4 separate regions of the Mus musculus genome follow, and all the other regions are linked to region 4. Evidence: chromatin contacts called from public promoter capture Hi-C data. All regions are on one chromosome and are shown on one strand. Each heading gives the region's core, a stretch centred on a gene start, on an enhancer-like site or on the middle of the called end of the contact. The rest is flanking DNA. Distances are from core to core; before and after follow the strand shown. Region 1 holds the start of Rpp38 (ribonuclease P/MRP 38 subunit). Region 2 holds the start of Fam107b (family with sequence similarity 107, member B). Region 3 holds the start of Dclre1c (DNA cross-link repair 1C). Region 4 holds the start of Cdc123 (cell division cycle 123).

The links. Promoter capture Hi-C pulls out the DNA fragments that hold promoters and counts their contacts.
Region 1: a contact with region 4 is called in a promoter capture Hi-C map of pre-B cells, with 4 times the contacts expected there. The contact joins the promoter of Rpp38 here to the promoter of Cdc123 in region 4. A contact is called at or near these places in 2 of 39 promoter capture datasets (liver and pre-B cells).
Region 2: a contact with region 4 is called in a promoter capture Hi-C map of liver, with 2.8 times the contacts expected there. The contact joins the promoter of Fam107b here to the promoter of Cdc123 in region 4. A contact is called at or near these places in 2 of 39 promoter capture datasets (liver and pre-B cells), 1 of 115 datasets of contacts at active chromatin or transcription factors (astrocytes) and 1 of 9 other capture datasets (adipose tissue).
Region 3: a promoter capture Hi-C map of pre-B cells shows a contact between it and region 4, with 8 times the contacts expected there. The contact joins the promoter of Dclre1c here to the promoter of Cdc123 in region 4. A contact is called at or near these places in 3 of 39 promoter capture datasets (the C10 cell line, liver and pre-B cells), 1 of 115 datasets of contacts at active chromatin or transcription factors (thymic regulatory T cells) and 1 of 9 other capture datasets (adipose tissue).

The regions. Positions count from the first base shown.
Region 1 is chr2:3,330,907-3,333,986 of GRCm38.p6, forward strand. It overlaps Rpp38 (ribonuclease P/MRP 38 subunit), which reads right to left and starts at 1,722. Exons shown (of 2, transcript NM_001013376.2): 1 at 1,621-1,722. It also overlaps a transcript of Acbd7 not described here.
Region 2 is chr2:3,711,793-3,715,036 of GRCm38.p6, forward strand. Fam107b (family with sequence similarity 107, member B) reads left to right here and starts at 1,666. Exons shown (of 4, transcript NM_025626.4): 1 at 1,666-1,844.
Region 3 is chr2:3,422,541-3,425,489 of GRCm38.p6, forward strand. Dclre1c (DNA cross-link repair 1C) reads left to right here and starts at 1,591. Exons shown (of 14, transcript NM_146114.3): 1 at 1,591-1,786; 2 at 2,824-2,875. The coding sequence starts at 1,678. It also overlaps a transcript of Meig1 not described here.
Region 4 is chr2:5,843,645-5,846,515 of GRCm38.p6, forward strand. It overlaps Cdc123 (cell division cycle 123), which reads right to left and starts at 1,533. Exons shown (of 13, transcript NM_133837.5): 1 at 1,191-1,533. The coding sequence starts at 1,264. Nudt5 (nudix (nucleoside diphosphate linked moiety X)-type motif 5) reads left to right here and starts at 1,390. Exons shown (of 10, transcript NM_016918.3): 1 at 1,390-1,741.

The sequences.
Region 1 (3,080 bases), core at 472-2,971, 2.5 Mb before region 4:
TGACAAACTTCAAATAAGTCCCCCCTGCTTAAGGTTCCTCTAATTCAGGGCACTTTCTCCACGCATCTTGTTCCTAACAAACTTACAGAGTTCCCTGGCATGGATTAGGAAGCAGACTCACTGTACAACTCACAGCTAGTTTTTCTAAAGACTTCTTTTAATCATGGATCTATCTTAGAAATAACCTGTGGTTTTTAAGAACCATCAGATGGCTGACTCACCCTAGAGCTTACTGAGCTGGAATTTCTGGGAGTCAACTGTGCCACAGGTGCTGGTAAAAAGCTGCCCAACATTTGGAGATGTTGATGTGAGGCAGGTGGCATCTCCAGACTGCACGGCCTTTGGAGATGGTGTTGCACTCACTCCCAGTAAGAGCTGCAATCTTGATTCTGTCAGTGCTGCCCACTGCTACAGACACTGGCTATAGCTGCTTCCATAATAACTGCTTCCATCAATCCCCATGAGCTGCATGCTCCTCACAAGCTAAGAGATTCAAGAACAGGTCGTCCAAATCTATCGAGGTGACCAGCAGCTGGTAGCTAGCTTTGAGTAAAATGACCAGGAAGCAAGGGACAAATGGTCCCACCACAACGCTTGCCAAACTGCAAGTCAGCTACTGTCCCTGCCTAGCATGGGGGACACTCACAGATGCTCTGCAACCAAGGGATTGCAAGATTGGGATGTATGTCTCTGATTCACAAAAACCTGGAAGGGGAGATGAAAAAAAGAACCAAGCCTACATAAGATGACCGCCATGCAATACTAATTTTTAAAATGCTGAATATTAACAGGTTCACAGAGCTTGATCAAGTACCTTGCCAACTATGTCTGCAAGCTGCTACTGCCTACAGGACCAATTACAAACTCAAAATGTTTACTCCCATTTCTCAAGCATTTCTCCTTTCACTCATCACCCATATTACAGATTCTGGCTATTTAATGAGGCCTCTGGTTTCTCATGTCCTTATTCAACGTACACTGTGCCTGGTAGAGCACTTACATACATTTTTTTCTATCAAATTATTATGAATTATCCTTGCTGTTGCAGGCCATTAGGCATTGGGCAAAGCAAAAAGCTTCTGCGAGTAATAAAAACGGCTCACTCTAAAGCCAGAGTAGTGAGGTTATCTTGAGGAACAGGCCTTAGTTGAAGTCTCTGGAGAAAACGACCATTAACCAACCGCAATCTAAAATATTCCTCCTTTGAAGGAATTCTTTAGATAGCCCAAGAAGGAAGCGGGCAGTGAGGGATTACAGAAGAACATTAAAGTTCAGTATCGCCCGAACAGAGATGCTGGAGTTGAAGATACTGGGTAAGGACAAGATGGTGACTCTAGAGCCTTTCAAGAAGGGCGGCGCGATTAGAATCGCGTCACAGAGACCTTGATTTGGGAAGAGACCCTAGAAAGGCTGTCAGCAGCAGAGAAGCTCCCGCGGTCTCGGGAGGACGAAGGGGTACCCGCATCACACAACACGACGGAAGGAAACCCCCGAAGGCAGGGATCGGCTGAGACCAGCCGGAAAGAACCTCAGGGAGAGCGGGCTCTGGATGACCCCCACCCCGCGGTGACCCGGGTGCCCACGGGCCGGGACTCGAGCCACAGGCACGCACGCGCCCACCTGAGCAGAAGCGCCCCGCGGAGACCACGTGACGGATCGCTTCACTACAGCAACTCGGTCACTACCAGGAACCACTGCGCCCGCTCCACGTGCGCCTGCACTGAGCGTGCGCAGAACACGAGCTCCGCCTACCTGCCTCTGCATTACGTCACTCCCAGTCAGGGACGTCAGGCGTGGTGTGTGGACTAAACCTGGCACAGCACTGCGCAGGCGTGTATTCTGTCTCGCGAGAGTCTGTGGTTGCTGTAGTAACCAGCCTCTCCCTTCTGACTGGTCGTCCAAAATGACGATGCGGAACAGCTCGGTTCTGTGAGAGGTTCGTCTCTCCTTTTGGCTCTCCATTTTTAGCCCAGTTGCTTCTGCCTTGCTGTCTCTTTTTGTTCTGGGGATACAAAACTCCAGCCCTTATAGCCACCCATTCCCCTGCACGCGTCCCTGGGAGAGGCTGGTTACTACAGCAACCACAGACTCTCGCGAGACAGAATACACGCCTGCGCAGTGCTGTGCCAGGTTTAGTCCACACACCACGCCTGACGCCCCTGACTGGGAGTGACGTAATGCAGAGGCAGGTAGGCGGAGCTCGTGTTCTGCCACGAAAATCAAATAAATAGGGGTTATAGGGTTGCATGTACTTAGAGATTATGTGTAGAATCTTGGGCACACTGAAAGGAAAATAGGGGCTGCATTTAGTTCCACAGCAGTACTCCAGAGTACTCCGGCAATAGCTGTTGTGCCTTCTGACAAACGGAGACAAAAAATAAGAAAGGTTATGAAACAAAATCACTGGAAAGTTACAACTGGTAAGCAGTGGAATAATGTACTAAAGATTAAAAATTACGCACGCCTTTAATCCCAGTACTCGGGAGGCAGGCGGATTTCTGAGTTCGAGGCCAGCCTGGTCTACAAAGTGAGTTCCAGGACATCCAGGACTATACAGAGAAACCCTGTCTCAAAAAAACAAAAAACAAAACAAAACAAACAAAAAAAAAAGGCAGGAGAGATGGCTCAGCGGGTAAGAGCACTGACTGCTCTTTCAGAGGTCCTGAGTTCAAGTCCCAGCTCACAACCATCTGTAATGGGATCCAATGCCCTCTTCTGGTGTGTCTGAAGACAGCAACAATGTACTCACATACATTAAATAAATAAATAAATAAATAAATAAATAAATAAATAAAAATTACTTGACAGGAATTACTTTCTGTTCTTATGAATTTGGGAGGATTCAGGTCCTTCTCTTTATCTTCCTCTTTTTTCTCGGTGTTTTCATTGCTCATTTTAGACTAACATATAGGATCTAGCTTCTACGTTTCCATTATTCACCACCTATTGAACATTTAAACAGAACAAACACTGTTGCTTGTGGTCAAAGATTGTTGAAGTTTTTACAGGAAAAGCGTGCTGTGGTTTCTATCACAAGTAGATGAACTAGATTAAGTTCGGTCGAGTTTTGACTGTGCCAT
Region 2 (3,244 bases), core at 416-2,915, 2.1 Mb before region 4:
GCAGGAAAAATAGCTAAAACAATAGATATTGTAGCAGCAGCAGCAGCAGCACCTGCTGCAGCAACAGCAGTGGTGGATCAGTTTTGATTTAAAAGTTCACCCAGAAAGCAGCTGGGACCCTGACACAATGGTGGCTAGGACCAGTTAGAACACCATTACCATACTGTGGTCACAGAGCCCAGAGGCAAGTGTGGTGGGCACTACCGGAGATGGGGAGGGGATAGCTGCTCATCCTATTCAGAACTTAGGAGTTGATGTCAGTGTGGGTAGGGGTAGGAGTCTAGGCAGGATCCCTCTGCTTGGAGACTAGGGAGCCATCAGGGGGAGAGGAAACTCCATGCATGGGGGTGAATGGCAGAAGACTGCGAGTGAAGCACAGCAGAGAGCCCCTGGGACTGGGAAGGCTCTGAGGAAATTATTGTTGGCTTACCTCTATGAGAAAGCGGCAAAGGAATATTGCAAAGTTATCACTATTACGTGCTGTATTTTAGACTAATGTGAAGTAATGTGAATCCTGGGGTGAGTGTGTCTATTGCTCCTGGATTGGGAGGATGCCCAGGAGCTGGCTAAGAGGACTCTGTAAGACTGAAACATTTGGAATAGGTAATTTGCTCATTGAAATCCACTGACAGCATTTTTCCCCCTGTGCAAATATGACCTAAGCTCTTTGAGTCAGAAAAGTTTCCTAATAAATAAATCCTTAGTCATCTGTTGCCAAGAAAATGAAAAGGCTTTGGTATGGAATCCATCAACCTGCTGGCCTTGTTCTCACCCTGAGACAGGGCCTGCTTTTGAACTCGTGATTCATGTAAATGGCTGAACTCGTGATTCATGTAAATGGCACCCTTGGAATTTTGGGTAGGGCAGGGAAACAATTCAGGAGAGCTAGAGAATGAAATTAGATTTTTTTTTTTTAAAGATCAGATCAGTCCTTCCTTGATCTAAATTCTCCATCTGCCCTTTGGTGAGGGTGGAGAGGAAAGCCCAGGTCAGTGGGTTCTGAGCCTTCAGTTGACTGTGACTTTATGTAATTATAACAAACTCCTTTTTTGATTTTCTTCCAAAAAAAATATTTGGCAGGGTTTCAACAGACCGAAGAGAAAGGGGTGGGGGAGAACAAAAAGGAGAGAGAACACAGAGATACAATAAGAGATACACAGTAACATAGAGACATAGACACACAGTAAGAGAGCTACAGATACATAAAGACATAAGACACAGAGAGACAGAAAGGACAAACAGAAAGAGAAACAGAGAGAGCAAGAGAAGGACAAACAGAGAGACAGAGCATGAGAGGGACAGACAGAGAGAAACACATATACAAAGGAGAGACAGAAAGATGAGAAATAAACTCAAAAGCAGATGCATAATGAATTTTAAATTGTGGGCCCCGTGAACTTGCAGCTGACACCTTCCATTAGACAGGTGACAACTTTTCCTTCCACCTTCCTGGTCCTTTCCTGGGCACCCAAGCAAAGGAAAGTAAACCCGCACAACAGAGGCCCCTGCCACATGACCAAGGATCCAGAGCTCTCATCTGAGTCCACTAGGGCAAAGCAAGGCTGAAAGCTCGGGGGGCGTGGTCGGCCGTTCGGGGGCGTGGCCTAGGAGTTGGGCGTGACTTAGTGATGACTCAGCGGCCCCGCCCCGTCCCCGGCCCGCCCCGCCACTTAATTCTGACGCGCGAGGCCGCCGGGTGCGAGAGCCGCCCCGAGCCGGACGGGCTTCTTACTCCGGCGTTGCAACCGCCGTCGGAACCGCCCTCTCGCCACCTCGGTGGCTAAGGTGCCGGGTACCAACGCCAGCAGCGGAGCGCGCCAGGGAGCAGCGCGCCTTTGTGCGAGGTAGGCTGGCCCCACACTTACTTCTCACACAAAGACGAGGGGCTTGCAAGGCGGCCGCCCGCCGGGAGAAAGCGACGGGTGTCTGACCCCGGCCTGGGGGACCCTGTCGTTGGCCTGCAGGGCGGGCTGGGGTATGCGGTCCCTCGGGCGTAGGCGAGCAGCGGGGAGCCTGGTGGCCCTGCGCTGCTTGGGGAGGTCTAGGGTGCAGGGCCCGGGCGGCGGCCCGGATCGAGGGGCGCCGGGGCGGAGGGGCCCCCTGGAGAGGGGGGAATCCAGGCTGCTGCTTGGTTGGTTCATTGTTGCATCCTCGGCCCTGCAGACCCAGACCTTAAGACCCAGGCTGCAGTGGCTGCGCGCCCCGGGCCAGATGCCCGCCTTGCCTGTCCCGGCAGCAGGACAGGGTCAGCGTCCCGAAGCCGGCTCCTACCCGGCAGACAAAGGCGGGGTCGTGCTGCTTTGAAAGGTGGTAGTGACACTGTTTCCTGTCTGCAAGTAACTTTTCTATGTTGGACTCTGCTGTGCCTCTTGGAGTCCGGTCAAGCCAGGGGGTTTGGGTGATGTCAGCGCAGAAGTCCCCACATTTTTGGGGGACTCAGTGATTGCCTCCTGAAACATTTCTGGATGACTGGGAGGTAATCTGGTGTATAAGAGCCAAGTTTTGACATGTGTGCTGGAAGTGAAGCGTCCCCAGCTCTCTTTGAAATGTAGAGAGTTCCTGTTGAGAGGATGAAGTGCACACACCAGCCATCCCAATCCCTTCTCAGATTTTTGTCCAGGACTGCTAAGTGAGGTTACTTAGTCAGAATGGGGGGTGATACTGGAGGCGCCAACAGGGGAACAGAAGGAGCCCTGTTTGGCTTGACTTTCTGAATTTGAGCCTCCCTGCTAACAGGTACACTTTCTCTAGGCATGCTACCTCACTAGCATTTGGACATGTTAAAGTTGCTCTAAATCCTGTCAGAGATGCCTGTCTAGGGACGGTTCCTTAGTGTTTGGAGTTTCAGGCTTTACAACTTTGAATTAATAATCATATATATTTGTGATAAATTAAAAACCAGAAGATAGGTCACTCATGTGGCCACCACCCACACATACCCTGAGGATGAAGGTGTATTTGCTTTATAGGTGGCAGGGAAGTTTGTGTGTGTGTGTGTGTGTATGTGTGTGTGTGAGAGAGAGAGAGAGAGAGAGAGAGAGAGTCTAAATGAACACATTGTTAATTCCTAACCTTTATACTTGTCTAAAGCATGACATTTAATAATGATAACTTTGCAATGTTCCTTTTACTGCTTTCACAGAGGATTATACTAACAACTTGTTTTGGAATATATTTTCTCAGAGCTTTGCCAGTAACTATTTATTCAGAAGGGAGAGGCGGGAAGATGAAGGGAAAGTAATGT
Region 3 (2,949 bases), core at 341-2,840, 2.4 Mb before region 4:
TACTGTGTGGAATGTATAAGTTGGTGTGTATATCCAGAACACTTCCCTCTACTTCCCTGCTTCCTCCTTATGAATATCTGAATGTGAATAGAACCAGGTATTATGACTGCAAGAGTAACCAGATGTTCTCTGACCCTGGCATTCCGACCCCTCTGCTCAGAGCTTACTCCTGGCATCATCCCATGATCACTTCTGCCTCTGTGAAAATATTCTTGTCATATTCTTCATTTTTGTGGCTTTTCAAATGTGCTGAACTCGGATGGCACATCAGAGTTAGCCATGTAACCACTGTGGATCGAGAAACCTCATCTTAAAGGGAAAAAGAGAGTTTATTCTGGGGCCATTTTTAATAACCTTGGGGCTGGAACAGAGATTTGGGTCATCCTAAATTCCATGTTCCAACAAGGAAAGAGTTTCACAGTTTTATAGAAGAAAGTCTTAAGTCAGGTCATATTTAGTGTACATCGGAGAGCAAAGATGAGAAAGCTTTTCTATAGGCCCGAGATGCTATCTGATGACGTTCTTAATTTTTGGGTTAGGTGAAAATAGTGGTCTGCTAAACTAGGAGATTCCAAAAGGTTTTCATCTGTTACTCACAAGATGTTAATTCCAACAGAGATAAACAAGGGATGGCTATTCCCAAGGGCTAGAACTAGCTCAAGATACGATAATTCGCTTCTGGATCTGCAACATTCTAATCTCCCCACAGTACTAAAACCAGTCGCTCAGTTTTTGCAGACACTGCTTCTTTTCAGTTTTCCTGTTTACCTCCACAAGGCTTGCCAAAGTGTTCTGCATAGCAGGGTTTGGAGGTTCCAGTTGATCAACAGTGCTGAGTATCTGAGGAGAACTTGCTAGGAAGGAGAAAATAAATGCCACTGACAAAGTCTTTGGTGGATCTTAGTATGATTACTACACACTTTCCCACCCTGCCCCCCATCCTCTCCCTCTGTCTCTTTATATATCCTTCTGACTTCCTCAAAGTACAACTTAAATGATTACTGGAGGCCAGCAGATCAATGGAATCTTTACTCCCCCCACCCCTGCTCTAAGAATCTATGTCTGAATTGTAGCCTTCAAAATATAGTTAGCTTATATAATACAGAAGAGGGAGCAACTACCAATGGAATCTACTAACCAAGAGTCAGAGGCAATGACTCATCCAATCCTCGTGGTTACCCTATAAAATACAAATTGGGATAAGATTTTTAAAAAAGTGAAAAGAACTCGATCTTCACTAGATCTGAGGAAATGCAAGGCAATATGGTTAAGAAAAGGGAAGCTCTCTGGCCTCCATTCTCAGTTGTGTTTCGTTTCCTGCCTTGGTTCCTCCACAGATGCGGGCAGATCTGCATTGCGCAACAAACACTTCGGTGTCTTTTCTTGCTTTCTGGCAGGAACGTGACTTTCCATGACCAGCCAGTGCTACCCACAAACTACGCACAGCTGTTTCTCCGTGCCCAGCTGGTGCAGTTATTTAAACCAAGGGACTTGGGAGGCTGGATCAGGATTGGATGCCCATTGGCTCCGCCCCTACCTCAAGGGTCCTTTGATTGGATGTGGCTGAGCTCTGCCGGCCTATGGGTAGGCGGTGCGCAGGTTCCCGGAAGTGGCGCCCAGGGTCAGTGTGTGCTTCTGTTTCCGAGGTGGGCTTTGGGTCTAGTGTTCCCGGGTGCGATGAGCTCCTTCCAGGGACAGATGGCGGAGTATCCAACCATCTCCATTGACCGCTTCGACAGGGAGAACCTGAAAGCCCGTGCCTACTTCCTTTCGCACTGTCACAAGGGTGAGTGAGCTCCTCTCGTTACCTATTTCAGGGGCGCTATGGTCTGAAGAGGCAATGGCAGAGGTCGGCACCTGGTGAGGGGAGGACAGGCTGGGACTCCGCGAGGCACTGGGAAGCACTCCTAATGCCAGTTGGCGCTTAACCTCTGGCTTTATTGAGCTCCTGGTCTGTACCACCTCTGTAACCCCAGCTCCTAACCCCAGCTCCGGTTGCAATCAGACCTGGACGCTGTGGTAAGGCAGAGCTGTTAGAAGTGCTGGTTGCTGTCCCAGCGGAGGGTATGTTTGGTAAGGCTTAATTAATTAGCTCATGCCCAAACTTCCCTAATTCTCGTTTATCTCGAGTAAGGAAAACACGTTTCAGAACGTCTACACCCAAAGACATTAGGTAAGAGCGAAATGCCCCTCTCTCACACAGGCACGTGTTTCAGAAGTTCTACATCCCGGAGATATTTGGCAAGAGCCCAAGATCGATCTGTACATCTATCTCTGTCTCTCTGTCTCTCCTCCTCCCTCTCCCTCCCTCCCTCGCTCCCTTTAACCCCCCCCCCCCCACACACACACAAATGTTTCTCACACTATACTCTTGGGTGTGTGTGTGTGTGTGTGTGTGTGTGTACAACCAGTCGATAAGCTTGGCCAAGTGTCCCCCATTTTTCTTCTTTATTATTTACTTATTTTAGGTTGTGGGGCAGAGCTTCACGTATCCTAGGTGGAGTCATATCAGCCCACCCAGGTTCTCATACTCGCACTTGATCTTCCTGCGTATGTCCCCTGACCCAGGTGGGACTTGAATAGCTTTCATCAGCTCAGGGTCTAACCCTTTTTAGTGGTTCCTGTTCCCTACTCTGAAAGGTTCGTCATGTGCAGAAGAGCCAAAGGCCTGTGGGAATCTATTTGCTCAGAATGGTGAGCCTTAGGTAGTTTCTCACAGTAGGAAGCTTACAAAGACAACCCAGCTGTTGCAGGGAAGAGAAATCCTCTAAAAAACCAAATCAAACAAAACATGGTTATGATTTCTAATTCTTTTCCTTGTAGATCACATGAAAGGATTAAGGGCTCCTTCCTTGAAAAGAAGGCTGGAATGCAGGTAATTGGCTTTGTTACTTATTTGTATTTAAGTAGATATCTTAACTGAGAGATAACACCTAGGCAGAACAGGAC
Region 4 (2,871 bases), core at 283-2,782:
AATCCCAGCAACCACATGGTGGCTCACAACCATCCGTAACAAGATCTGACTCCCTCTTCTGGTGTGTCTGAAGACAGCTACAGTGTACTTACATATAATAATAAAATAAATAAAATTAAAAAAAAAAAAATTCACTTTAATGAGGCTTTATTAAATCCAAAAGGTAACAGGCAACATTTTTCATGTGTTTACTATGTGCTACAAAAGAGTGGCAACATTTTAAGTATTTTTTTTCTTTTGCAATTCTCATGACAATCCTATTATGTTTCTAAGTTTTCAAATGTGGTTTAGAGAGATTAAGTAATTTGCTGAAGATGCTGATAGAACCAGAATTCAAAGCCAGACAGAGGGTTCTGACTCTACAATCTAATTCTTGGGGGCAGGATTTTGTTTTTTGTGGTTTTGTTTTGTTTTGTTTTTGGATGCACCAATTCACCGTGGGCATTCTGCAAACCTGGACAGATTCCTTGTTCCAGGCCAGAGAACTAGAGAATAGGATCCCACCTTCTCAGCCAGGCGGTGGTGGCTCACGCCTTTAATCCCAGCACTTGGGAGGCAGAGGCAGGTGGATTTCTGAGTTCGAGGCCAGCCTGGTCTACAAAGTGAGTTCCAGGACAGCAAGGGCTACACAGAGAAACCCTGTCTCAAAAATCAAAAAAAAAAAAAAAAAAAAAAAAAAAACCCAAAACCAAAAACCAAACGATCCCACTTTCTCTCCAGATGGGTTGCTTCTTCTCAGAACACTGGATCGTCAGTAGCAATGCAACCTATACACACTACCAAACTGGAGCTTCATCCAGACTTGGAGGTACCGTCTGTATCACTGTTCTCATTGTACAATGATGGAACGCAACTCTCACCAGAGGGGGTTGTCGGTCAGCAGCAGGCAAAGTCTCCAGTTTTGTTTTGTTTATTGCCTTGCGCTTCTGACAATTCCCAAAGTATCTATTTCAATCTACCCTACCGAGGACCCCCACCGCCTCCCTACCTCCCTCGACTCGCTCTTTGATTCCGAACAGGACGCACGGCAAACACTGATCTACTTGTTAATCTTGCTCCGTCAAAGCCAATAGAAAATCCGCAGCTCGACACAGTCGCTCCCACTGAGTAGAAGGCCTGCGGATTTTGTTTAGTTTTCTGAAGGGATGGGATTTACCCAAACCCCCCGGTTTGACTCCGGGATAGGTTACCTCTTGATGGTAAGGCTTCGGAAAAGTGGGTACCACGCGGAGAACTGACAGTGACTAACATGCTCCTTCTTCATTCTCCAGCTGCCGCGTCAATAGCCGCCTTTCCCTCTCCCGCCAGCCCTCTCCCGGAACCCTGCGCAGCACTTCCGGAAGTGCCGACCGAGCCGTCTTAAAGAAAGGACTCTTCCGGTCCGTAAAAGTCCGCTGGCGCTAGACTCTAGAGCCATGGTAGACTGTATGCTTAGCGTGCCCACACAGACGCGCAAGACACACAGAGATCTGAGTCCGCAGAGAAGAGGCACGAAAGCGTAGATTTTTAGGAAGCTTACATCTCCGCTTTCGTCTGTATGCACCTCGACCCGGAAGGTAATCATCTGAAGCTAGCTGAGCTTCTACGGGTGCCTGGAGGAGGACGTGTGCACATCCTCCTTGCACCACGAGAGGCGCCGGTGTCTCTAGCGGTGGCGCCTGATTCTACGGAGACTGCAGCTTCTGCCTGATCCTTTTTCCTTTCCTCCTCAATCCCTTCCACATCCCACAGTTTAGTGTAGGTAAGTGGGCGCGAGCCAACCTCGGTACTAAGTGTCCTTGGAGAGGGGAAGGGAAAAAAGGGCGCGAGCACAACCGATGGTGCCCAGAGTACAGCCCGCCGCGCGCGCGTGTCTCCGCGTCTGCGCCTGAGCGCGAGACGAGAACCCGGGATCCAGGCGGACCAGCCTGGGCTACGAGAGGAACCTGGGAACAGCACAGTAAATGTTGGAACACATCAGTTGAGGCATCTACAAGAAGGATGGCCCCTTCTCATTCCGGAAAGTAGATTTTAGAGACACAGGGAAGAAGTCCCGCATGCACGATTCTGGGGAGGAGGGTGGTATTTTACGATCCTGAAGATGAAAGAAGCGATGTTCGTCTGAGAAATCAAGAAAAAGGGGAAAGTTGTGTCTTTTAAGCTTAAAGTTTAGTCCAATTCCGAAAAAGTTACCAGTGTGGAAAAAGCACATATTTTTATCAATGTCTCTGCAATGATGAAATCGTAAAAGGTTGGAAGAGTTTGTATACGACAACTTGTGATATCATTTTTCTCCCTACTCCTTTTTCCATCTATCATCCTACAAAGTTCAGTTTCTTTTTAAAAAAAAAAAAAAAAAAGGAAAAAAATCACCAGCTGCAAGAGACAGGCCTTTCAAACCCTCTGGTGCTTCCTGTAATGTAGAAGCCTTGGGCATGTTCCAAGCACGTATTTGTCCAGAAGCACCACATTTCTGATACTCACCCTCACAGAAAAATAAATTGCATTTTCCACAGCGCATCTAAGCAGTTTAAATTAGAGAGAGAGGAAAAACCCCAGCCACTGTTGACCTCTTTAGAAAGGTATTTGTTAGAACTGATGAACAGAATCCTCTGTATTTTGAATTAGAATTCGTGCTCGCGCGTGCACACACACACAGGAGAGGTATACATTGTTTGAAATGTTACAGGTAAAGTGGTTGGAAGCATTGCTTAAAGAATACCTTCCAAAATCAAGATCAATGGTTTATAATGTTGCAGTGTATAATGATGTGTTGTGGATAGCAGAGCTTCTTATTTAAGAATGGTGGTATCCAGAATTAATCAATCCTGGGTTTTGTTGCTTGTTTGTTGTTTTGATACATAGTCTCTCTCTACATACTCCTGTCTGGCC